2 separate regions of the Sus scrofa genome follow, and region 2 is linked to region 1. Evidence: chromatin contacts called from public Hi-C data. All regions are on one chromosome and are shown on one strand. The core of a region is the stretch at or near the end of the contact, and the rest is flanking DNA. Distances in the headings are between cores, read along the strand shown.

Evidence for each region. Hi-C and Micro-C count contacts between places; a contact is called where the count stands out from the background.
Region 2: a contact with region 1 is called in a Hi-C map of skeletal muscle, with 4 times the contacts expected there. The contact joins the enhancer-like site here to the promoter of ALDH1A2 in region 1. A contact is called at or near these places in 6 of 47 Hi-C or Micro-C datasets (embryonic fibroblasts, epiblast stem cells, heart right ventricle and 3 more).

What each region holds. Positions count from the first base shown.
Region 1 is chr1:113,930,552-113,936,563 of Sscrofa11.1, reverse strand. ALDH1A2 (retinal dehydrogenase 2) reads right to left here and starts at 3,842. Exons shown (of 14, transcript XM_021094606.1): 1 at 3,827-3,842; 2 at 3,000-3,189. The coding sequence starts at 3,116.
Region 2 is chr1:114,061,452-114,068,021 of Sscrofa11.1, reverse strand. It overlaps LOC102160341 (a long non-coding RNA gene), which reads right to left and starts at 1,647. Exons shown (of 5, transcript XR_002344711.1): 1 at 1,052-1,647. Within about 2 kb of position 5,206, at least 8 of the 83 cell types and tissues checked have an H3K27ac peak or open chromatin away from gene starts, as enhancers often do. A contact at or near this core is called in skeletal muscle, where this site is marked.

The DNA.
Region 1 (6,012 bases), core at 2,593-5,092:
CGATAAAACAACTCAGAAAATCTTTAATTCACAGCTAAAACCATAAAAGCATGGCTGAAAACAATCACATTCCTAAGCCAGCTATTAAGCAGTCTAAGAAAGAGAGTGCACATTCTCCTGGTCTCAAAGTGGTCCCCTCACTATTCATGTTGGTGGAGATATCAGTCTTTCCTGACTACCCATAGTACTGCCGATTTTAAAAGAATATATATGTATATGTATTTATAATATACCATATTGTTTTTAAAAGAAACATTTAAAAAACTTGGTGTCTAGTCTGCAGTAGGAGGGAAATAAAAATAGACCTATTCCAAAGAAGGTACAGCCATTGATCATTAGTCCTGAATAGGTGTTGGTACTTCAGAGAAAGAGGCTTATTTTAAAAACTAAATGTAAATGCGTGAGAGTCAATTCAAAATCGCTGGCCCTTTCAGCATCTTTCGGGACTGAACTTTAATTCTGGGGCATTTTCACCAGACAGACAAAAGCAGTAACTTCTATTGATCTCCCCCATTCTCCTTTTATTAAAAAAAATGTTAAATACTTTTAGAAGAAAGAAAAGGTAGGGAAAAAAGTGCAAAGTTTTTTAAATGTATACTACATGAAATTCTCAAAAAATATAACCATTTACATGTAAGTTGTCACTTTATATTGGTCCCCAAATCATATTTTAAAATCCTATCATTATATAACCTTCACCAAAGATATATATGTTTAACAAGACAAAAATTATTCAGGATCCATCTAGGTTTATCCTGTACCATTTTTGACACAAATATTGTACTTCCTTCCTATGTGTTATTCAACAAACCCTCTAGCATATTATTTTCTCTATTACTTTTCTAAAAATTCTAGTGAGTGTGTTATCACTGTCCTAAAGGACTGTCTGTTCTATCTTGTTCATTCTTCTGCTTAAAATTGCTAACAGAATTTCTGATCATAAGTGAATTGTTAAAAAATTCTACGTTAATTTTATTTTCCTTTTAAGTAGAAAAATCATTACCCGCTATCTCTGGCTACCAAAAGAGCAGCTCTGCTCTTTGTGTTAAAGAAGCTGCTTGCCCATGCCGCTTGTCTCAGAAAATTTAGAAGTCTCACCAAAGAGCTGAGGAGGAAAGCTGCTGGGAATGCTCACAGATACCTGACTTTACAAGGTTTTGTGAAAAAAGCTAGCCTTTAGAGTAGTATTACTCAGTGTTTATGAGGGTTGTTTGTCAAACCTAAAATAAGGTGCCTCCTCCCCACAAATTAAAGAATCAAGTTACAATCCATTATTTCATTTCTGATTGTTTTTCTTTGTAATAAGTGGGAAAGTGGATACTGGATAAGTCTCCCTGAGCTGGAAGACTCCACATTAAAGGCTTCAATTAGCTATAAATCAGTTGTCTTTCCTACTGGGGGAGAACAAGAGAAAAAAGAAAGTGGGGGTTGTCAGAGAAAAAAAGAACTGGAAGAGCTTCCAAATTAAATTCCGAGATACCTACTGCATACCTAAAACTCCTTTCAGGGGCTTTAAAGAAAATCCAAACCGAAGTACGACTAAAATCAAATCTGAGGTCCTCTCTTCCGCACGGATCTTGCATCTTAAGACCTTATTTAAAGGTCTTATTTAAAGAGCCTGGAGAGGTTAGGGACCCTCATAAAACAAAACTCTTATGCTGCATGCTTTCCCTGCTTGTTCCTAAAAGCGGAGAAGTGCCACACATTGGCACCATTGTTATGCAAACAATGCTTAAATGGTTGTAACCATTAACGACCTCTCATTAAAATGGCTTTCAAAAATTTGTCACACCATCTAAAAAAGCTAACAGGTACATTAAATCCATCTAAATTGGCATTCAAAACACGAACCACCTTGATTTTTATCCTAAAACTCAGCAGGTAAAATTTCAATATTCTGATAGATTTTTTAAAAATATCCCTTTCAAGCATTAAGCCAGAACCAAACAATTTACTTATTGACAATATTTAGTTTATCTCGTAATATGTATGACGGAAAACAATTTTAACTGTATTGTGTGTGAGCAGTATGTGTTTAAGTTGATAGGACTAGGTCTGGAGTAGAAATCAACTGAAAGGAATAGAAAATCAAACAAAACAATTATAAAAGGAATTCCAAGAAACATTACTCTAAATCGAATCTATTTCTTCCTCTCCCACCCTAATGCCATAACATAATCCCACAGAGTGTGTAATTAATACATTTTTTCCATGTCGAATTTGTGGAAAGCAAATTCTAATTACATGAAGGTGGCGAACGCATTTCTTTTTTATGCTGTGCAACAACAAAAAATTCCTGCTTGGCCAAACGAAGATGCCAGAGTTCGTTATTAAAAAAAAAAAAAAAAAAAAAAATCAGTTCAAAAGCGAACCCGTTAATTTGCACAAATTTAAAGACGTCTCAAGTTTTCCAGGAAAACTGCCACAGCCTACAAAATTTGAATGAAATGCTGACATTGGATCTACGGTATTCAGCAGCCAGGTTTCCACGATATCTACAAAAGCGGCCAGAGCGCTGCGTGCCTTGGACGATCCTACGGGAAAGCCGCTCGCAGCGCACCGAGCGGGCTGCAGAGAACCCGACCGGCCCCTGAAGGCAAACCGCTGAGAAGAGACCGACTGCCAGACTGCATGGCCAACCTGGCGAGGAACGCTTCTTCCCAGTTAGAGGAGTCAAAGCCGACGCCTTTCCCGCAGCAATAGGAACCCACCCGAAGAATCGGACCAGAAGGCGGGGGCAGATGCGGTTTGGGAAAGAGCCGTTGACCCTCAGAACCTCGAGAAAGGCTGGGGCGGGTCCCCGAGGCGCCCAAGACCCCGAAGGACTCCAGAAACCCCAACCCTGAGGTCAGAGTGTCCCTAATGCTGCGCGAGGACGACAGCCTGGCCGGGGAGACCCCGGCTCCCGACCCCGTCGCGCCGCCCTCTCCAAGAGACCACGGAGAAGAAAGAAGATTCCAGAAAGTCTCCGTGGACGGCAGGCCCTTGCGGAGCCTTACCTTGGTGTACTTGATCTCGAGGTTGGGCGTGGGCGACGGCAGAAGGTGCAGGGACGCCATGAGGGCGGCGGGGTCGGCCTTCACCTCGCCGGGCATCTCGATCTTACTGGAAGTCATGGAAGCGGGCCGAGGTCTCGCTTACCCGCGGCGTGGGCTGTGCGCGCGGTCCGCGGGCCGGGGGCGCGCTCGCCTGTATATAGGCAGGTGTCAAGCTGGGGCTCTTCTTATTGGACGTGAGGGCAGAGGCGCGGGGGGCTGGTCCATCCTACCTAGGACGCCTGGGCTCAGCCCCGATTTACATAAAGCCCGCCGCCCGCGCTGCGCGGCCGGGAAGCTGGTGGCCCACGGTCAAGTGCGTCTGGCGCCCCCGTCCTCCCCCCGACCGCGGGGACTGGCTCACGCCCACGATGCCGCCGCTGTCCTCGACGGCGGGATCGAAAACGCGCGCCGCTGCCCTGAGGAACTCAGCCAGCCAGCCAGAGCTCGCCCTGGCCGGGACAGCGTTGGCGAGAGGCACACCTTGGCAGATATCGGGTACCAGTCGTGGCCCCGGAAGCGGAGCGGGGACTGGAGGGGGACCCGAGCGGCCCGGCACTGACGCGGCCCCGAGAGTTGGGCGCCGTGCCAGTGAGAGAAGCCCGGGGAGCTGAGAGGGGCCGGCCGAGGATGGGGCGAGCGACGCTGCAGCGGCCGCGGAGGTCCGTTCCCGCCCAGGGCCGCGGAATCCCAGCTCCCCTCTCTCCTGGGTACCCGCGGGACCCCCTCCGTTCTCCTTCCCTGGCCAGGGGCGTCGGGTGCTCCGCATCGACCCCTGTCCCCGCACATACCCGGTCCCCGAAACGGGGCCCGACGGGTTGTGATACGCAAAAATCCCTCGCCCCACATTGAAAATGAGTATATCCCCTGGAGCCGGTCGACGCCGCGCTGCCCTTGCCAGGACTCTCCTGCCCAGCTGCTGCCCTCTGCTGGCTGGGACCGCCCCCGGCGGTCTGGGCTGCGTCAGGAGGATGGAGCTTTGGTCCTCCACCGCTGCTCTGAGAGAGTTGGAGATTGCATTGGTCCCTCATGGTTTCACTTGGATCCCTGGTTCAGCACTTACTCTCATCACTCCAGGACACGCAAGGGTACCCCAGTTTTGCTTTTCTGTTGTTCTTCACTCCAGCACCTATAATGGGCTCCTCATTTAATTGCCCCTTCGAGATGAGCTCCATATCTATAATGCTACCCCTAATTTAAGCATTTCAGTGCTCCAACAGGTCTTATAGTTTGTGGAATGCTAGAGGTCAGCATATAGGTCCAGATCAAGAACACAGAGGACCTCACATCATATTGGACTTCTGGCTCAGTGGCTAAATCCGGGGTCCAGATGAAAAGACCTTTATAGGTCACTTCCCCTTCTCTCAGTGTAAGCTTGACAGAGGCCTATTGATTCTTATCTTAAATGCTGTTTTTAGAACTCTTAGAACTCCCATCCCCCCTTTTTTTGGCCTTGCTTCTGGCTTGGGGAAGTTCCCAGGCAGGAATGGAGCAAGCCCACAACTGTAACCAGAGCCACAGCAGTGACAATGCCAGATCCTTAACCCACTGAGCCACCAGGAAACTCCCAGAACCCCTTTTCTTTAGTGTTAAGTGTAAACCAGAAAAGATACTTTCAGTAACTAAAAACTGCTTTTATGCCCAGTGTTTGAATACTAAACAACAGTAGAAACAGACAAAAAAAATCTTGTTTTAGTATTAGAGCTAAAGAAATAACTTCTGGTATCTCAGAACCCAGAGTATCTACACAAGGTTACCAGAGTGAATTGGATTTTTGTTTTTGAGGAACTATGGACCTTATCTTAGGCCGTTGCAAGATGTCAATTCACAGGGGATCTCTATGGCCAAAAATTATGCCTTAATGACAGTACATGTTCATGAAATAGATGAAAACCTTAGGGAGTTAGTGATATAACTGAGAAATTTAAGGTTAGTTCAGTTGAGGAGCAAGGGAGAAGGCAGTAGCAAAGGAAATCAGGATGCTTGTGGAACAATTCTACAAACATGTTTTGAGCACCTTCCAATGCAAGCTGTAGTGCTAGAGACTGGGTTACAAACCAGATGGACAGCTCTTGCTGCTAGTGAGCTTAAAATCCCTTCCCCACAGAGTTAGATCAATGACTATGATACACTATGGGGAAAAGTTACACAAGAGCATCAACAACACCATCTGGGTGCCCCACCAAGGAAGAGGCCAGCTCTCTAGGGAAGCTGACCTTGGACCTGAGCCTTAAAAGATCAGGTTTCAACGAAGGAGAGAAGGACAATATAGCCATAAGAGTCCACAAGAGCAAAGGCGTAGAGATGTGAAAATGCTTTTAGGGGGCATCAGTGGTGCTGGAGGAGAAGCAGATGAGGGTGAAAAGGCTCATCTGCAACTCAAGGTTGTAAGGGCCTTAATTCTTGAAACACTGAGAAGGACACGTCATCAAAAGATTTTGAGAAAGAGTAAAGAGAAATCTGTATAAACTGATAATATTGTCAAGAAAGACTACCATAAACCAGAAACAATTGGTTTATATTCTTCACAAAGCATAAGACAGAGGTGTTCACCCTTGACCCACTTCTGGTGTGCTGACTTCAGTTCCCTTACCATGGCTGGAAGGAACAAGATGATGGAATTGCTAGCATTTGTTTCACAGTGAGGAAGAGCAATAAAGAGATTTTCTTCTTATTCAGGAAAGAAAGGAAGGATCTCTTGGCTTCTTCTCCTAAACATCTCCAAAAAAATCTAGTACAGTGACATATGGCAGACTAGTTTGAATTGTTCCCTGAAGGCTTCTTTTGTGTAAGATTTACTCTCTAACTAGGCAGTAAAGTGATCAACACAGGGATGTGTTATCTATTTTGTCTGTGTCTTGAGTGTGCATGCGCCTTTCTCAGTTTCTAAAACAGTGTGGAGCACATAGTACCTATTTAATAAGAATTTTTGTTGAGTGATTTGAGCAAAAGACAAAATCCATTCCCTAGAGTACAG
Region 2 (6,570 bases), core at 3,957-6,456, 130 kb before region 1:
CAGAGAACTCGGCCCAAGGTACTTGGCAAACTCATTTTGTTGAAACCCATGTGGTCATCTATCCTGTACGGGAGGGAGGTCCATCGACAAAGACAAATAGAAGAGAGATGGGGAAAGGCCTTTATGTAACATTCTGAAACAAACACACTTCAGAGAGTGTGTGGAGGAGGAAATGAGAACCAGTCATTTCAAAAGAAAGCTAACCAAAAGCCCAGTCCACATAAAACTGTGCAGAGGAGGGAAGTAACTGGATCACTGGGAACTACCGCCCCAAGGAAGCAGCTCAAGAATTCTTCCGAGGAAAAAGCTACACTGTGGCTTTCTCGAGAGTGTGGGAGACCCCTCCAGTGGCCCCCAGTCCAGGCAACAGTGCCACCCACAATCCAGTTTGCACATGTCAGAAACCCTGTCCTAGTCTACCTGACCTCCCCCTCTCCCCCTCTATTATTATCCATCACACCTAGGAAAAGACTTCTTCTTCACCCCTCTGTACCCACTGCTCAGGCCACCATCCCATCATCTGGGGTAGCTTCCCAGTGGCCTCTCTACAGCCACTCTTGCTCCCTCTAATCCATTGGCCACGCTGTGGCCAATATGGTCTGAAAAATGCTACTCTCGTGGTAGCCTGCCCATGGCTTCTCACTGCTCTTCAATCAGGTCCAGCAGGTTGACCACAGGCTACAGCATCTGCTGAGACTGGTCTCTGCTGTTTAGCTCCACCCTGCGCTTGGGGTTAGCCCCAATACTACACTTCTGCATGTCTAGCCTTCTTTCTGTCCTATGAATATGTGAAATTCTTTTCTTCCCCATAAATTTAGCATCTGTAACCTATATGCCAAGTTCTCTCCCTCCTATAGTAGAAATTCTCCCTTAGAACCTGCTGGGGAAGAGAAATAGCAAAGAAGGAGACCATATAGGCTCCCTGGCTTCCAGGGTCCTCTGCTGGTCTGTAGACTTTTCCCCTTTAGTAACTACAGGATGTACCCCAAGGTGATTGTATCAGGCAATCAGGGGTCCTTGGAAACCCCCCAGTAGCTCCCCATCTCCTTACCTCCAACAACACCATGCCTCTTCCCGCTGACAGACCACATGTTAATTCCAAATTAGTCATTAGCAGTTGTTTTCCTGAACATTTAAAAGAACATCCCCAAATGTACCCAGTGGGAGAACAGGGAGTTCTGACCTAGCAAGCTAACTTGATCCTTGGCCTGAAGTGAGGGTGTAAAGCCTCACATTAATTTTGAGTAGACAGTGCCCTTATTAGTCCACCCTCCTACCTCCTCAAACATCTTTGTATCCACTTTTGAGCTCCTCTTTGAACTATCCTCACCCAAAGCTGTTATGGACTGAATATTTGTGTCTCCGCAAAATTCCTATGTTGAAGCCCTAAGCATCTATTATGTGGTAGTATTAGGAGTGGGGGCCTTTTGGAGGTCATAAGGCTAGGGTCCCCGTAATAGGATCAGTGCCCTGAGAAGAAGAGGGAAAGACACCAGAGCTTCCTCTCCATGTGCACACACACGCCAAGGAAAGGCCATACAAAGTCACGGTAAGAAAGGGGCTGTCTATACCCCAGGAAGGGGGCCCTTATCAGGCCCTGAATCTCTTTGTACCTTGACCTGGGACTTCTAGCCTCCAGAATTGTGAAAAATAAATGTTGTGTAAGCCACTCAGTCTATGATATTTTTGTTATGGCAGCTCTAGCCGACTAAGCCTTTCCTTAGAACACTCACCCCTCTCAAGAGACCACTGTGTCCCTGGCTTAGGCACTGGGAAAGGCTAATGGGCCATTCCTCCTCCCAGGCTTCTCCCTGTCAGGAGAGGAAGAGCCCCATGATTGCTTCCTCTGTAGTTTGGTCTTTATCCCTGGGGGATGCTCATCACTGGTTTCTTCCTCAATCACCTGCAAGCATGTGCCACTGTGGAAATCAGTTTTTTTCCTGAGGATGCCACAGTCTAGTCTATGAAGAAAATCCGTTTTTCTATTTCTATGACTCTGACCTTGTGAAAATAACCCCCCCTTTTTTTTAATGCCGTAAGTATATTTGTCTCCTACCTGAACTATGTTCATTACAAGAAGGCCCTTGCCTCAACCCCTATCAGTGCATTAGCTGAGACTGCATTTCTCTGGCCTATTCAGGATGGAAGGGACTATTTTCATATCTTTTCTTCCTAGAAAGTGAAGGAGGGTCCATTCCAGTTCCTCTCCATGGCATGCTTTTCCTTTAGACTGGGATGTTACTTCCTTCCCAGTTCCTTTACCTCACTGGCTTCTGCTGGCATTTTACTTCTCAGCTCAAAGTTCCTCAGGGAGTTTTTTGTTCATTCATTCACTCATTTGTTACTTACTTCCTTGCTCTATAGTATGCCCTGGCCCAGATGCCACAGATATAATTATGAGCCAAGACAAACTTGTCTCTTATGGAGCCTGTGGGAGCAGACAATCAGGTTGGTAGGCATAGGAGTGACAAGATCTAGGAACTCATTACTGGATGGATGCAAGGGAGGGCAATGAGGGAGAAGAGATGTGTGAGCATTCCACCATGGAGAAGTGATTTTTAGGAGAAAGCAAAGCACATATTAGGGATTGAAAGAGGGCTGGGGTTGCTTGGGCAGAGAATGAGGGATGTGCTTCAGTAGGAGTTTGGGGAAAGGAAAAAGGCAGAATATCAGAACTTTATAGGATATACTCTGAAGCATGTCCTGATTCTAAGAGTCAAGAGAAACTGAGGTTTTCAATGAGGGATGGGGTGGAGGTGTAGAAAGGTGGAGGAATAGCAGTGAGGCTAAGGGTGGCATGACAAGTTTTTCCTTTCAGAAGATCACTGAATGTGATCTGCAACATGGCTGCACTGTGTAGAATGGGCTTCAGGGGCCCTGGGTTGGGGGCAGACCCAGCAGGGGTACTGCAAGAGATGACAGTGCTAGTGGAGATAATGGCAGTGAAGATAGAGGTGCAAAATTCTGAAAGGCGCTTAAGAGCACAATCGGGGTGGGGGATATGTTGTGGGGTTGGCAATGGGGACTGAGAAGGTATGAGGAGGACTCCTGGGTTACTGGCTCCCGCACAAGGGTCGGGGGTGGATGTGCTATTTTCCCAGATGGCTAGGACTAAAATAAGACTTGGTTTGGAGGGCAGTTTGTTAAGTTCAATTGTGCCCTCCCTGTACAAACCCAACCAGTACTCAGAACTGTTGTCATTAATCATTATCTGGGTAGTCATGTGCTTATTGCATGAATTTCCGGGACAATTATTCGTTCCATGAGGGTGGGACTTGAATTGGTCTTATCCACCAGGAAATCCACAGGGCCTGACTTGTTGGCATTCAGCAAATGTTTGCTGGATAAATTAGTGACCATCTGCCTGTGTCCATTTGCCTGTGGGAAATCACTTGAAACATTCACCATTTCTGTGGCCCCCATGTATCCCAAACCAAATTTGTTACTAACCTTACATGTTGGAGTTGAAAAGCACTGGGCTTAGAGTCAAAAGATCTGGGTTGAAATCCTGCTAGTTATGTGCTGTGCTAGCAAAAAGGTCTACAGACGAGTCAGAACATTCAGAAATATGTTCCCTCTGGGGTAGAGCAACCTGGAAGCCAGGCCAGATAGAATATAAACACAGCAAACCAAGAAGTGGTGATTATCATTCTGAAAGTTATAGCTTTAACACACCCTGTAATAGCTTATTTTTAATACTGCATTTTTTATTACTTATTAATTGTGGGATCCTAGAGGGCCCTCAGATTACATCAAGGGTCTCCAAGAAGGAACTGGGTTTCCCCCTAACGATGGTGCTTCCTCAAAATGAATTTCTCTAGGAGACATTTGCCTTCCATCATTCTTTCCTTGGGAAGAAGTCAGAGGTCAGAGGGTTTAGGGTGTGAGCTGAATCACAGTGGGGAGGTGGGGACCTTTAGGCTCAGGTGTCCCGGTTCCAGACCCAACCTTGACAATGGACAAGCAATCCCAACCCTAGCCAGATCCTGAGTTTCTGCATGTAGATAATGAAAGCCTTGTGCTAATTTAATGCTGAATCCCAGGGTGGCACTAAATATCGGGGATATTGTTGCAGAGGCAGGAGAGGGGGTAGCTTCCATGGCCAAAGTCAAGGAGGTCAGAGTTGAAGGGATGAGCTTGCTGACCTAAGACATCAGGAGGCACAAGTTCAAATCTCCAGCCACCTGAGATCATTCTGTCCACTCATTAATAAGGCACCCCTTGAACCCCAACCTCAAGTATGCCCCCCACTATTTCCTATCATAGCCCCCCATTTTTGAAATAAACTATACAAATGGCACAATTTAAAATTAAATAGTTATATGTGTGATTGTGTTTTAGATGTCTCTCTGCCATCAGGCTGTAAGATCTATTAAATGCCTGTTCTGTATAAACAGATCTTAGCACAGTGCCTGCCAGGCACAGAGTGAATGGAGAACTGTTGAATGAAGGGATGGAGGGATGGAAGGATGGAGGGATGGGTAAATGGATGAGTGTGTGAGTGAGCAAATATGGAAACAATAGTCCCCAAGTTCAAAACACTGCCTGCTGTGTTGGGACTTCTGCCTTCCATTTTTTGATAAGTTCTCTCTCTTTCCCAATAACCACCTCCTACTCCCACCCTAGCAGAGCCCACACCACTCTCCTTGGCTCCAGGAGAAGACCTACATCTCCTCAGCTCACTTGCTGGGCTTGGCAGTTCGACCTTTTTTTACTGATTCTGTGGCTGCTGTCCTGGCAGTCCTTGCTTATATGATTAGAAGGGTTAGAAATTAGCTCATTTCTGAAGATTACTTCATGAGGACTAGCTGCTGCTCAATTTCTGGTTTTCCAGGAGTTTGCTAATACCTCCAAATTGATTGTGGTTCTGACAATGGTAGCAGCTCCATTGTCAGGCTGTGCTGAGTACTTCCTAAACATCATCATTCATTCTCCCTGCCACCCTATAATACAGATGCTATTCTTACCTCCATTTCCCAGATGAGGGCACTGAGGCACAGAGGTGGGTGGGAGTCCTTTCCATAGTCATACAAGTAGCAATGGGCTGAGCTGAATTTGGATTCAGGAAGTCTGGGAACAGAGACCATGCTCATAACCATTACAAAAATTTCCTCTTCTCCTACAAGTGTGTTCCTTTCAGTTAAGTTCAGATCCAGCTGTGAGATTTCTATTCTGGGGTTCATACTGGGTCTCCAAGCAATGCCCAATTGCAAAGCGGGTGAGTATGGGGAGGGCTGCTGTGTCCCAGGGAGAGGAAATATTTTGATTTTTGAGTGTTAATGGTGCATACAAGTTCTGCAGATTGTCCTCCAGGGGCTTCAGGCTGTGCTTTCAGGAAATGCTCAAGTGTCCACTTTGAATTCAATCAGCCCAGGGAGGAGGGGCAGGTGCCCAGCCTCTGAGAGCCAAGTGTGGGCCTAGGACAGCAGTGATTCTCACACCTTGGCTGCCCCATAGGAGGATACTAATGCTCTGCTGCAGCAGAAGTCATCTTTTTCTCACTACATTAACATTAATTTTACACAATAAGGATTGAAAAAATCAAATTTAGGAATTAAATCCAAAAGTGAGCCAAACAGCAGACGGTAACACATGGAGGATTGATGAGTATTTCATAAAGCACCATCTTAAAGTAATAGAAATGCTCTCAAATTAGTGCTCTTAACCCTTTTTTTTAATTGCTTGGATTAAAATCAACTCTTAAATAGGCCTGGAACCAATATGCTGTTGTTTCTTCTGTTTGTATCAATCTTACAGCTGTTGCCTTGCTAGGATTAATTTGTCTCAGAGGGGTTTCAACACTATCCTCCCTAGTGTATTTTCAGAGCCCATAATGTCATGTAATCGGGACCATGTTATTTTTGTCTGAATCTCTGGGAGTGATGTAAGAGGAAAAAGGAAACTAGCTAACTCCCAACCATTTGACCAAAGGTTAAATTAGTCTTGGCCTTTCCCCAGCTGGACAGAATGCTGCTCAAACATTTATTCCACCCAGCAGAATGGAAGTCTTCTTCCTTTCTTCCTGAATTGTTTTCCTTACATTATCCTTCCCCATCACGCCCCCAAATAATATACCAACATTCTTGTCCACATCCCTGCCCCCTACCATCTTTATATTGTTCACTATGGATCACTGGCACTGGGTACAAGTGTGTAGCAAAGTCACCGGAGATGGACAAAGATCCTGACATGGGAACTGGAGACCTTTTTCTTAAGAGAGACTTCAAACTGTTAAGTGTCTGCATGGGGGACACACTGCTTGGTCCTTTGGCCTTGTCAGCAATGCAGGTGCCCAGTGTTGCCAGCATCTCAGGAATACCCTAATGGCTCCAAAGGGTGTTATAGCTTCTTCTGAAGCCAAGCAGGACAAGCTCAAAACCCCACCCAAGCCAGTAGCTGGTTCTCTTATAAGACACAAAGACAAGTTGACTTTTACTCTGTCAAACTCACACTTCCTGTAACTACAGGAAGATCTTTTGAGGACTGCAAGTGGGTCTTTAAAAAATTAACAGCTCTCCATTGTCATTATCTTTTTTGTATTTGATAAAACTTCAGGGCATGAGTTGTGGC